3 separate regions of the Sus scrofa genome follow, and regions 1 and 3 are each linked to region 2. A link is a contact called in public Hi-C and HiChIP or PLAC-seq data. All regions are on one chromosome and are shown on one strand. The core of a region is the stretch at or near the end of the contact, and the rest is flanking DNA. Distances in the headings are between cores, read along the strand shown.

Region 1 (3,870 bases), core at 180-2,679, 350 kb after region 2:
GCCACTGGCCTACGCCAAAGCCATAGCAACGTGGGATCCGAGCCACGTCTGTGACCTACACCACAGCTCATGGCAACCCCAGATCCTTAACCCACTGAGCAAGGCCAGGGATTGAACCCTCAACCTCATGGTTCCTAGTCAGGTTCGTCGACCACTGAGCCATGACGGGAACTCCCATGCATATCATCTTTTGAAAGAAAAATGCTCAGTAGAAAACTGCATTTATTGAATAATACATATTTTGCCAATTTTTACAAACCACAGAATGTTGTTTTAGTTTGAGTTCATACAAAAAGAGTCTAGGAACAGGATCTGAGTACTGAGTGTACCATTCATGTCATTGTTGGTTGTGTCAGATGTATGTTATCACATGTGATCCCACATCAAACCATGTATAGACCAGGAGACCAAGTTTCAGAGAGAAAAAAATGTGACAAAGTCATAATTCTAACTCAACTGTGTGTGTGCTCAGGTAACTCAGCGTTGTTCCAAGAGCTCCATGTTTATCCTGGACCAGCTTTGTGGTATGTGACCTTGGGCAAATCACTCAACCTATGCGACCCTTAGTATCCTCAACTGCTTCAACGTAATCTCTGCTTTGCCTGTCGGATAGGGTATTTTAAAGACCAAAACCGTCAATGAGCCTATTTGATACTTAACTTGGGACAGCTATTTAAAACAAACAAACAAAAAAACAATTTTAACAATTTTAAACAAACAATTGGATTGCATTTGCCCTGGATCATCTCAGTGTTGAAAGTTCCTACTGCCCCATCTATCACTGATTTTTGTCAAGGGTGTGCTGTGTGCTTCTGGATCTTTTGCAACAGGGTTCACAGCTTCAAAAACAAGGGAGAAGACAAACTTGGTTCCATTATAGTTTTGTTGTGAACTGCACATAGACACTGATTTATGTCTATATGTGAGTAAAGAGGTCAGTTTAACTAAACAAGGGACAAAATAGGGGCCATTCAGCCACTGATGCCTGAACCTCTGGCCTGCTGCTATGAAAATACATCTACTTTCTCAGGGTGATCCCCCAACCCCCCATCACTTAGGATCCAGCAGCCTCTGCCTGTCTGTCCTAGATTTCTTTCTTTAACAACAGGTGCCTGCATTACTGAGAGATAGTTTTATTGCATCTTGATGTCATGACTGCAGCTGCTAGTATATAAATAAACTGGAGGCCACCAGAGGGCTTTTTAAAAATCTAAGACCTATAAGGAAGAAATGTCTTAATATGTTTTATATTTTTAACAGAGAAGGAAACTGAAAACTTATAATGAAACTGATTTTTAGCATTTCAACTAAGATTCCATGTCAGTAAGTTCTTTGTAGATACCATGTGACCATCAGAGGAGGAATAAACTAAGTATGGACCATGCTCATGTGAATTAAACTACAATAGCCACTTAATTTTTTATGAGTGTGTAAATTTCACTTCAATAGTATCACTTCTTGATTTCCTTCTTTTTCTCCTTTCTGACTTTCTTACCATGTAACACAGAGAAATTACGATTATTAAGGGGTCAGTCCATTTGTGGGCAGAGAAAATCCTGAAACTCTCCAGTTAAACAAAACATTTCTCATTTGGATTAAATGAAGTGAGAGAAGAAAGGATGAAACCCTTGGAAAACTGCTGTGTGTGCATTACCAAGGTTCTTTTTTTCCTCTGTGTGTGTGTGTGTGTGTGTGTGCGCGCGCACGTATATATTTTTTTCTCTCTCTTCTTCGTTGCTGAAATTGTGAGATTGAATTTGATGGTGCCATCTCAAGTCTGTAATTAATAGGAAAATTAGCTATGGCTTTGGGGAGTTTTTGAAGACTGGATACAACCATGGAGTATAACACTCTGCTACCATTCAGTTTTTGAGAATGGAAGAAACTGAATTTTAAGTAACTCAATACCTCCTTTTCAGCACTTGTTTAATAGTACATGTCCTTTAACCAAAGAACACAGATGGTACAATGAGGTTTTAATTAGATTTCGCGTTGGATCCAATTAGCTACAGTTGCAAATGTAAAATCTAAAATAGAGCATTAAGAAATAACTTTATCGAGTCACTTCAATTTGTTAGGTCACTGGCCTTCCTGGATTGCAGCGGACATACAGCTCAAGATAACAGCATCATGAATTCCTATTTAAAACATATGTCAGTGGGGAGTTCCCATCATGGCTTAGGATCCTCCCTGACTAGGCTCCATGAGGATGTGGGTTTGATCCCTGGCCTCTTTCAGTGGGTTAAGGATCCAGAGTTGCTGTGAGCTGTGGTGTAGGTGGCAGACATGGCTCAGATCCTGCGTTGCTGTGGCTGGGGTGTAGGCTGGCAGCTACAATTCTGATTTGACCCCTAACCTGGAAACTCCCATGTGCTGCAAGTGCAGCCCTAGAAAGCAAACAAAACAAAAACCAACCAACCAAACAAACAAAACATATGCCAGTGGTTAAAATTGTGTCTGATGTATAGGTTCAGAAATGGTCTTTCTCAACTTCTCTACTTATGAAAATATGAATAAAGATGAAAATCTCCCCAACACACTGAAAGGAAAGCTTATTCCAGAGTTTGGACAGAATTTATTCTAACAATGAGGTCAGTTGGGCTGGAATAAAAATTAAAACACAGCCATAGACATATCTGAAGTGCACCTCATGACATAAGTAGTCTTTTCTTCACAAAAGAGAATTTGGGAGGTGGGTGAGTAACAGTGCAAGAGTAAGAAAGATGATTGGTACATCTCCCATGGTTTCACCTTGATGAAATAATCAAAATTAAATAATAAAAAATAACATGACCATTAGACCTCCCCTACTCTTTCTCCTAATATGTGCAAATTTTTGAGATGTTTGAACATTGTTATGTCTCAAGAGTGCCTCTTACCTCCAATGCCCTCATTTTCACTTTAAAAAATATTAATTTGGAGTACACTTGCGATGCAGTGGGTAAGGATCTGGCATTGTCACTGCAGTAGCTTGGGTTGCTGCTGTGGCATGGGTTTGATCCCTGGCCCAGAACTTCTACATGACATGGGTGTGGCCAAAAAAAAAATTCAAAGCAAGAATCAGGGGGAAAAATAGACCTTAGAAGTAGGGGAGGGATGATCAGACAGTTAGGCATTGCATCTTGATAGGTTGTATCTCCTACATTTAAAGCAGGAGGTGTTGACAAGAGATCCCTAGCAGAAGGGTATGATGAAGACTGTGGTGGCCCATATGCGGTATCATCTTAGAGTAACAGAGGAGTAGGAGGGAGGGAAAGACAATAATTTCATATCAGTTCATTAGAAACACATGGGATGAGAGTAGGAAACATTTCTGGTGACACACCAACTCTAGCTGACAGTGAAAGTCTTAGGTTGCTGTGCTTAAAAAAGCTCTATTTCTCCATTCTCAGAAGGAAAGGTTGTGTGATAAAATGTCAGTGGGTGAAGGAGGGATGACTGATTGTAAAGTTCCATTTATTTAAAAATCACCTAAATAGGAGCTCTCTGGCAGTAAATTGGGTTAAGGATCTGGCATTGTCACTGCCGTGGTGTAGGTTTAATCCCTGGTCTGAGAACTTCTGCATGCCAGGGGCATGGTCAAAAAAAAAAAAAAAAAAAAAAGGTTATAAAAAATAAAAATCACCTAAAAATATTCACTCATACAATTTGGTTAAACAAATCAAGACATACACATTGTGATGGTTAAATATATGTATCAACCTGGCTGGACTATGAAGTACCCAGATAGTTGGTGAGATGTAATTCAAGGTAGCTGGGAGGGCATTTTTGCATGAAATTGACACTGAAGTCAGTGGACTTGGGTGAAGAAGATTGCTCTTCATAAGGAGGTGGGCCTCAACTAATAATTGAAGGTCTGAATAGAGCAAA
Region 2 (4,098 bases), core at 892-3,391:
ATCTGACTAGTATCCATGAGGATGCAGTAGGTTCAATCCCTGGACTCTCTCAGTGGGTTAAGGATCTGGCATTCCTGAGCACTGCCATGTAAGTCAAAGATGCAGCTCAGATCCCGCGTTGCTGTGGCTGTGGTGTAGGCCAGCAGCTGTAGCTCCTATTTGACTCCTAGCCTGGGAACCTCCATATGCCTCAGGGGCAGCTGTAGCTCCAATTCCACCCCTAGCCTGGAAACTTCCATATGCCGCAGGTTCGGGTCCTAAAAAGAAAAAAAAAACAAAAAACAAAAAAGGAAGAAAAAAAATGTGTGAAAAATGGCAGTCATTTTGTAGGGTTTTTCCAGGCAGATCTACTGTTGTGTTTTCTACTATTCATTCAAATGCCACATATGTGTTAGTGTGCCTGGGGGTGTAGAATATAGATTCCCATCCAGTGGAAAAGGCAAGGGGAAAGATTTCTGTAAGCGAGTGGGATTTGACCATCACTCCTGTAAAAGGGAAACCGGAACACACAGTGACATGTAATCAGGAAAAAAAAAAAAATCTTTCTCAGAATGGAGAGTCTGACAAAATAGTATAGAAATAATTACATTTGCATGTATAATTTTAAACATTTATCAGCATCCCTATTTCCTTACATAGTAATTAAAGTGCTTCAAATTCTCCTTAGCTAATAGATATATTCTGAAAATAGAATGAAAAAGCTTAAAAAAGAAAAAGATGTTTTTAAGCTAAAAAGTGAGATTAAGGCAGGAGGTCCTGCCATGGAAAAAAGTGTTGACATTTAAAGCTGCAGGATCTCAGTCCTAGAAAACCAGACACTGGGTGACACAGGCAATAAAATTTAATACCCAGATCTCAACAGGTGGACAGGCTGAAGCTATGATAAACTGTTTCAGCTCTGATGTTTAGCCTGGGAACTGGAGCAGCATGCACCAATAGATGGAGTCATTCAAAAACTAGCTGTATGGAGATGAGAGAGAAAGGTGTGGAGATAGAGATGAGAGAGAAAAAGGCAGGGTAAATGAGGGTCCAAAGATGGCAAAACGCCATCTCCACATGACCCAAGATCCAACTGGGAAAACTGCAAATGGCTTTTTGGAGAAAAGTTTGCCTAATATAATAGTCAAAGAAAAAAAAAAAAGTGCTGCTGCTCAGTACTTTCTTACACCAAATGGAGGCATTGCATAGAGAAAAATAACTTCAGCTAAAATTCTGGACCAGGGTATTCATAGTTTGGCTTCCAGATTCAAATTTTGGCTCTAATTGGGATTAGCACACAATCTTTTTGTTTCTCTCTCCATGCAAGCCCAAATTCTGCAGAATAGGGTCTCATCCTGTTTGGGAATAAAAATGGGTCCCTATCTTGCAATATCATTGGAATAATGTGCTGAAATCCTCTCCTGGTTTGCTTCTTGATATATATTCTTTGTGTCTATTTTTCCTCTATAAATGTTTAGTGCAGCCATTGCCAGTTCTACATCTCTTCTACTCCTTCCACACTCTCACCTGGACCCTCTCGGACTGTCTTCCCGCCCCAGTTTCGGATCTCCCTAAACCTCCTCAGCCCCGGGGTCTTTGTTACATCAAGACCACTCTATTTGCCAGTTCTCCAGCCCCCGCCCCCACCTTCTCCCTAGGCTTCGAGGTCAGCACCTCACAGGCCCAGAATCCGAGAATGAGGAACCCAGGTAATACACAAGTTAAGCGAACTCGCAACCTACGTGAGAGGTACTAATTGACTCACCTCTGAGGTCAACGTTCAAACCAGAGGATCAGTGAGCTGTGGACCTCTGCACCGCCAGAGTCTTTTGCCCAACTCAGAGCAAAGATCGTAGAAATGCAGCTGTTAGACCTACGAGAGTGCCTGTAAGATGAGATCTAGCCTTGACTGGGGGAAACATTCTTGCGCAATCTGTAGCAGATCCTGAGGTAAGAAGAAACTGGGGAGAGGTGGAGTTTTCGGCGCTTGTTACAGGGAGGGGGCGTAGTAGCAAGCAGAGTCCTTTGAGTAAGGACACCTGTATTTAAATCTGTGTATTTAAATCTGCTAGGGAACTTGGTTGTTTTGGTTAGTTTTAGTGTAGATTTAAAAAAATGGGCCCCACTCCAGATCTACTAAATCACATTCTCTGAAGTTGAGTGGGGAATATAAGAATAGCTGCAATAATTGGGAGGCTTGAAAAAAAAAAAGAATAGTTGCAGTAGGGGGCAGGTACTTTTGGATTAGATGGCTGGCAATTGCCGTTTATTTTGCAAGATAAATATTTAGAACTTGTATTTCTGTTTTTAGGCATGTGTGTGTATCAAATCTTCATGTTGGATGCCTTAAACCTACACAATGTTATATGTCAATTGCATTTTTAGGGACCCATCGATGGGACACCTGCCCCCCCGCCCCCCGCCTCAGCCAGACACAATAATAATTACTTGCATGAGCTGTCTCACAATAGGAAGTCCTAGATAAGGAACACAGTGCTCCTGTGCTGTTACACTATTACAGAAACTTAACCAACCCGGAGAATTTGAGAGGGGCCAAAAGGAGGGAGTGACAGGGGTCCCCCTTCCAGTAACAATAATATCTCAATAAAATAGGTAGAAATAAATACAAATGTATATCCTTCTATTTGTCAATAACCACATGAGCATTTTTGCATGTTTATTTTCCATATTTATTTGTAATTGCTATTTATAAACATAGAATTCTGGTCTATCAAGTGTTTTTACCAAAATTTACTTAAACATTCCCAAATGTCAAGCACATGAACTTATTTACCATGTATATAATCTTGCCCTCTCCAATCTATTCTCCAGAAAGCAGCTAAAATGCGCTTTATAAAATACGAACATGACTACACCACTTTTATAATTAAATCTTGAGTGGTTTCCCATGGCTTTTCGAATAAGAATCCAAAAATCCTTTTTTTTTTTTTTTTTTTTTTGTCTTTGTCTTTTTAGGCCTGCACCAATGGCATATGGAGGTTCCCAGGCTAGGGGTCTAATTAGAGCTGTAGCCGCCGGCCTACACCAGAGCCACTGCAACACAGGATCCGAACTGTGTCTGTGACCTACACTACAGCTCATGATTTACAAGGAGATCCTGCTGAATAGCATTGAGAACTATGTCTAGATACTCATGTTGCAACAGAAGAAAGGGTGGGGGAAAAAACTGTAATTGCAATGTATACATATAAGGATAACCTGACCCCCTTGCTGTACAGTGGGAAAAATTAAAAAAAAAAAATTTAATGAGTAAACATTCTGTCATCACCAAAAAAAAAAAAAAGTAATTTTTGTAAAAATTGAAAAAAAAAACAAAAAACAAAAACAAAAACAAAAATCCACACCACGTCAGAGTGGGGTAGTGGTTAAGAGTTGGAGTTTTGTACCCAGATAAAGCCTTCCATCAAAACTTGCTCCATAACTCAGTACTGTGCTTGTGGAGCTAGTGAATAAGGCTCAATGTCCTCATCTAATCTCCTGGTTTTTTATGAGGACTAATTAAAATGTGTAAGAAGCACTTAGCAAAGTGTCTGGCACATAGCAAGTGCTCCGTAAATGTAAACTGCAGTTATTTTTAGCCATTATAAGTGCTCTTCTGACCCCAGCATACCTTTCAAGTCTCACCTGGCACCATTATTTACCTAGCTCCTGATGCTCTGGCCATATGACCCTTCAGTCAATTCTTCAATAAACTATAACCTTTTTTTTTCATGTTAGAACCTTGATATATTATTCTCCCCCTATCTAGACTATACCTCCTTTAACCAACTAACATCTCCTCAAATTTAAGATTTTAGCCTCCATTTTTCTTTCTTTGTACAAAGCGTCCCTGAGCCCTAATAGAAATCATCAGTCTCCTTCTTGAGGCTTGTGCACCCATCCTGCAGCTGCTGTGAATGCTGACCCATTCTCTGGAGAACTGACTTACAATTGTTCTCAGCTATTATTATGAATCAGAATCACCTGGAGAGTTTTTGCCCCTCAGATTTCCTGGTCCCAGTTCTAGAGTTCCTGGTTCAGAGGTTCTGGGAAGATCTCTGAGAAGTGATGGTCTAACAAATTCCCAGGTGACGTTGATGAATCATTAGCATCATGATG
Region 3 (4,066 bases), core at 940-3,439, 290 kb after region 2:
AGCACCTGGCTCCAAGCTTCACAAGCTTTCTGTCACAACCCCAGCTATCTCTATGGCCTTTGCACCCTAGAATGTTCATCTGTGGGGGTGCAGATTGTTCCAGGTGAGTCAGATGAGGTGCAATTACAGAGAGGGATTTAAATATTGGCTCCCCCTCCCAGTGGTTAGCTGGGTGACTTTGAGGGTGGCAATCATAAGAGCTAACGTTTATTGAGCTCTTATTATGTACCGGTAACTGTTTTAACTGCTTTAAAGGTGTTAAACTATCTAATCCTTTTTTCTCCCTGATTGTAGATAATACCCACTGAGTAGCTTTGCCATGTGGATTAAATAAGCTAATATATCATCTAAATCTCTTTGCATACGGTGGACATGACACAGAAGTCAGTATATCCCTCCCCCTTGACATCATGCATGAATAATCTAGAACTCCCCCTATTTATGGATTGTCCTACCAGCCTTGACGTACAATAACACTTATAATGATAGTTATTAGAGCTCCCATTTATTGAGGGTTTACCATTAGCCAGTATGCTAAGCCTTTTGCATATACAGACTCACTGAATTCTCATGATGCCCCTGCTGGCTGAGACTAGATCTCCTTTGTACATGTCCTGACCTGAAAAGAAACCCCAGAGAAGAACATCTCTCTTTCCAAACCACTGCCATATTTTATCATTTCCTCCTTTTGGACGAACAAATGAACACACACCCAAACACACACCATCCTAATTCTCTCATATTTGTAACAATTGCCTTCTTTTTTGTTTCTCTTTGCCTCCATCTCTAGACATATTTAAAATTTTCTTTTGTTTTATGTTCTGAATTATTTCATGCTCAAAAATTACAGTCCCATAGAGAAAGAATAAAAAAAATCCCCTCCTTTGCAAAGCTCAGCACGAGTGGGAATCCTGCCATTGAACAGTCTGTCCATGTTCAATTTTAGCATCATATAATTTCCTGCATAATTGTTTAAATGTCCTCATTCTCATCTCTGTCGCTTTCCCCACACTTTGCTATTTTTTAAAGAAAGCATCCAAACTGCATGTCTGGTTCAACGGGGAATTTCACAGAGGAAAAATGCCAGACTACATCATATGCCTTGAGTTATCGCAACACCTAAGGAAAAAAAACACCGTGCATCCGAGATGGAAGTCCTCCAGTTCACTGCTGCCTCCGGTGACCTCCCTTCTTTGCCAGCCGCTTCAAGGCCAGGCATGTAAAAATTCCTCATGTGTTTGTGTCATTCGATTCCCAAATATCACATAACCAAAAATATTAAAATAAAACTGCTCATAACATTTTCCTGAATGCCATCTGGGCCCCACTGGAAGCTGACACTATCTGTCAAACTCAAGATAACCACATTTTCCCCTCCTTTGTATGTGTTAATGTTTGTCATAATGGATTTCACTTTAATGCCCCAATTACATTTATGACATTCTTTCAACCGAGTGGCACTAATGACTTTCATTATTATTTATGCTCCTCCTTAATTATAAGACTCTCACCTCTCTCATTACACACACTCCTTCATAACCCCCTCACTTGCATACATGCTCTCTGGTATGAGGCTAATGTGCCTTGGCTTCCAATTTCGGAAAACACAATGATTAATTACTCCTGTTAAATCATCCTACCCTAGGGTGATCAGATTGGCAAAATGAGATGAAGGTCCAGATTGCTACTCCAGAAGGATTTCCCAGGACACCTGTCAGAGAGAAAAAAAAAAAAGAAGAGGTGCCCCAACCCCCTAATCAATGAATGCATGGCATCCATGCTTGTCTTAGCTCTGGGATGAATCACAAGGAGATGCAATTTTAAATTAAAATAAAATAGCAAAGCTTTGGTACAAATGCCTGGCTTTATAGATGACGATAATCAGATTCAATGATGTGACGAAGAACTGAGCATCCTCTGAAGTACACCATTCCTTCTGTCAATTAATATTGTTTCTAGAAAGAGCTTACCTGGTTTAGTAGACTGAAAACACTGGACCAATTTTTTTCAGTTTCTCCATTAAGAAAAGGAATACACTTTATGCCCCTTAAATCTGTGCTGGGCTTATGGTTTGATTAGCCAAGAATGTGGCAGAAGAAACGTTGTATTTGTTCCAAGCCTGGGTCTCAAGAAGTCTTATGCCTTCCACTCGGCTCTCTCAGTACCTCTGCTATTTCCATGGGAACAAACCCAGCCTCTCCAGAAAGGTCCACCTGTCCCAGGCAGCCCTGAGTGACTTACCAGCTAAATGCAGTTATACATCAAGCCCAGCCAAGATCAGACAAATCCATAACACCCCATCCAGCTAAATCTGGCTCAAATTGCCAGTGTGAAGAACCCTGAGCTCAGGAATGGTTTGAAGTATTTAAAATGTTTTAGGGTGGTTCATTACCTAACATAAGCTAACTGGTTTACCTGGCAAAAGCAAGACATCTGGAATGGAATCTATGATGAAGGTTGCAGAGAAAATAATCATTAAGGAGAAATTTGCTCTAGGAATGGAAAAAAAAAAAAAAAAGAGTGAACTCAGCAAATCTGAGAAGGAGCTAGTATTCTAATCTTTCTCACTCCATAAATGAGAACACTGAGGCCCAGAGATGGCTCAAGTTCAAACTGATGAAATAATCTGCATAAAATCTCAGAGGAGAAAACAAGATTCAAACTTAGTATTTGGCTCAAAAGTCAATACATGTCCAAGCACAACATTTGCTGGCACAAAGATCAAGACACCTCACCATCAGGAAGCAGCATTTCCTGAGAATCTCTTACCTTTCTCATTGTTCCAGCAAGGACTGGCAAAAAGAGGTGGCTGGGCAGAGAGGGCAGGAGGATAGCAAAGCCTCTTGTTTCTGTTCTCATCGAGAGACAGAGCTGGCCTCTTCCCATCTCTTTCCTCAGCTGATGGACTTGAGAAATGTCAGAGGCAGTTGCTTAAGCCATAGTCAAAGGCACAGCCAGGCAGAGCCATGAATTTTGCCAAAAGCCACATTTCAGTGTATAAAATGAATTTGCTGACAAGTGTGAGTTATGGTTAAAAGGCTTGCATGTTTCCTTAAGGGCCTAAGCATTTCTTAGAACAGTCTCTAGAATCATTGCCATTAGTATGCTGGCCTTTGCTCTCTTTGTAGAAAAATTTCCATCTAAAATCACAGTGTCATAAAAATTAAGCAGTTTCACTGCATTTTCCCCCTTTGCTGAGAAACTAATAAGGATGAATCCCTTTTAAACCACTGTATGCCAAAACTGATTTACAATAAACACAAGCTGAAAAATAATAGTAATGATTTAGAAAGTTCTCAAGTAATGTATAATCCAATTTGAATTAAATTTCCTCTTTATCCAATTTTGTTTTTATTTATTCTAAACTATTTCAAACTTCATGTATATAAGGTTCTACAGGAAACTTGATTTTATATACATACCATTTAATAATTTATTCAAAAAATTTACTCACTCTCCTGGCCTTTGACACAAGGCTTAGCCCCAACACTAACTAGATGTGGGCTCCCTCAGCCCCATCAATCTCTATAAAAAATGGAGATAAAACTCTTATGTATGAGATCCCTCTGAAGTCTGTGAAACTCGTTATTTTATAATGAAAGGTATCTCTAAATACTTTGGATGAATTTGGATTTTTCTAATTTAAACACTATCAAAGTAGAATACGTTTGACATACTGAGTCTTTCCAAGAGATCTTTAGTAGACTTAATTTTGGAAGGCAAAGTATTACCAGAACAGATTCTTACCGTCAGATGATTACATCTAGAGGGACAACTGAAGGAGACTATTGAGGTGGCTTCCATAGTCTTTTCTCATGTGATAATGTCAGACCAATGAGTTTCACGCAGAAATCTGCACAAGGCAGGTGGAAAGGCCCGCTGCTTATCCAAACTGCAGCTGGTAATTCTCTATGTAACTCTTCCCTAGCTGAAGTCATTTTGCCCCTGTGGTTAGGTGAAATGTCACACATTCTTTTGCACATGAAGTTCTAAGTTCCAAAGTGTTATGAGTTACACGTCCCCTAGAACAGTAAGTCCTGTGACAAATCTTAATTCCATTGGCTGA

Evidence for each region. A called contact is a pair of places that touch in the nucleus more often than the background predicts. HiChIP or PLAC-seq counts read pairs in DNA pulled down with a chosen protein or histone mark.
Region 1: a Hi-C map of skeletal muscle shows a contact between it and region 2, with 7 times the contacts expected there. The contact joins two enhancer-like sites. A contact is called at or near these places in 7 of 47 Hi-C or Micro-C datasets (embryonic fibroblasts, fetal skeletal muscle, psoas muscle and 2 more) and 1 of 2 datasets of contacts at active chromatin or transcription factors (skeletal muscle).
Region 3: a contact with region 2 is called in an H3K27ac HiChIP or PLAC-seq map of skeletal muscle, with 5 times the contacts expected there. The contact joins two enhancer-like sites. A contact is called at or near these places in 1 of 47 Hi-C or Micro-C datasets (skeletal muscle) and 1 of 2 datasets of contacts at active chromatin or transcription factors (skeletal muscle).

The regions. Positions count from the first base shown.
Region 1 is chr13:20,860,585-20,864,454 of Sscrofa11.1, reverse strand. No RefSeq gene overlaps it. Among named protein-coding and RNA genes, the nearest start is that of ARPP21, 93 kb to the left of the region's middle. Within about 2 kb of position 1,429, at least 5 of the 83 cell types and tissues checked have an H3K27ac peak or open chromatin away from gene starts, as enhancers often do. A contact at or near this core is called in fetal skeletal muscle and skeletal muscle, where this site is marked.
Region 2 is chr13:21,206,709-21,210,806 of Sscrofa11.1, reverse strand. No RefSeq gene overlaps it. Among named protein-coding and RNA genes, the nearest start is that of MIR128-2, 170 kb to the right of the region's middle. Within about 2 kb of position 2,141, at least 4 of the 83 cell types and tissues checked have an H3K27ac peak or open chromatin away from gene starts, as enhancers often do. A contact at or near this core is called in fetal skeletal muscle and skeletal muscle, where this site is marked.
Region 3 is chr13:20,914,589-20,918,654 of Sscrofa11.1, reverse strand. No RefSeq gene overlaps it. Among named protein-coding and RNA genes, the nearest start is that of ARPP21, 39 kb to the left of the region's middle. Within about 2 kb of position 2,189, at least 4 of the 83 cell types and tissues checked have an H3K27ac peak or open chromatin away from gene starts, as enhancers often do. A contact at or near this core is called in skeletal muscle, where this site is marked.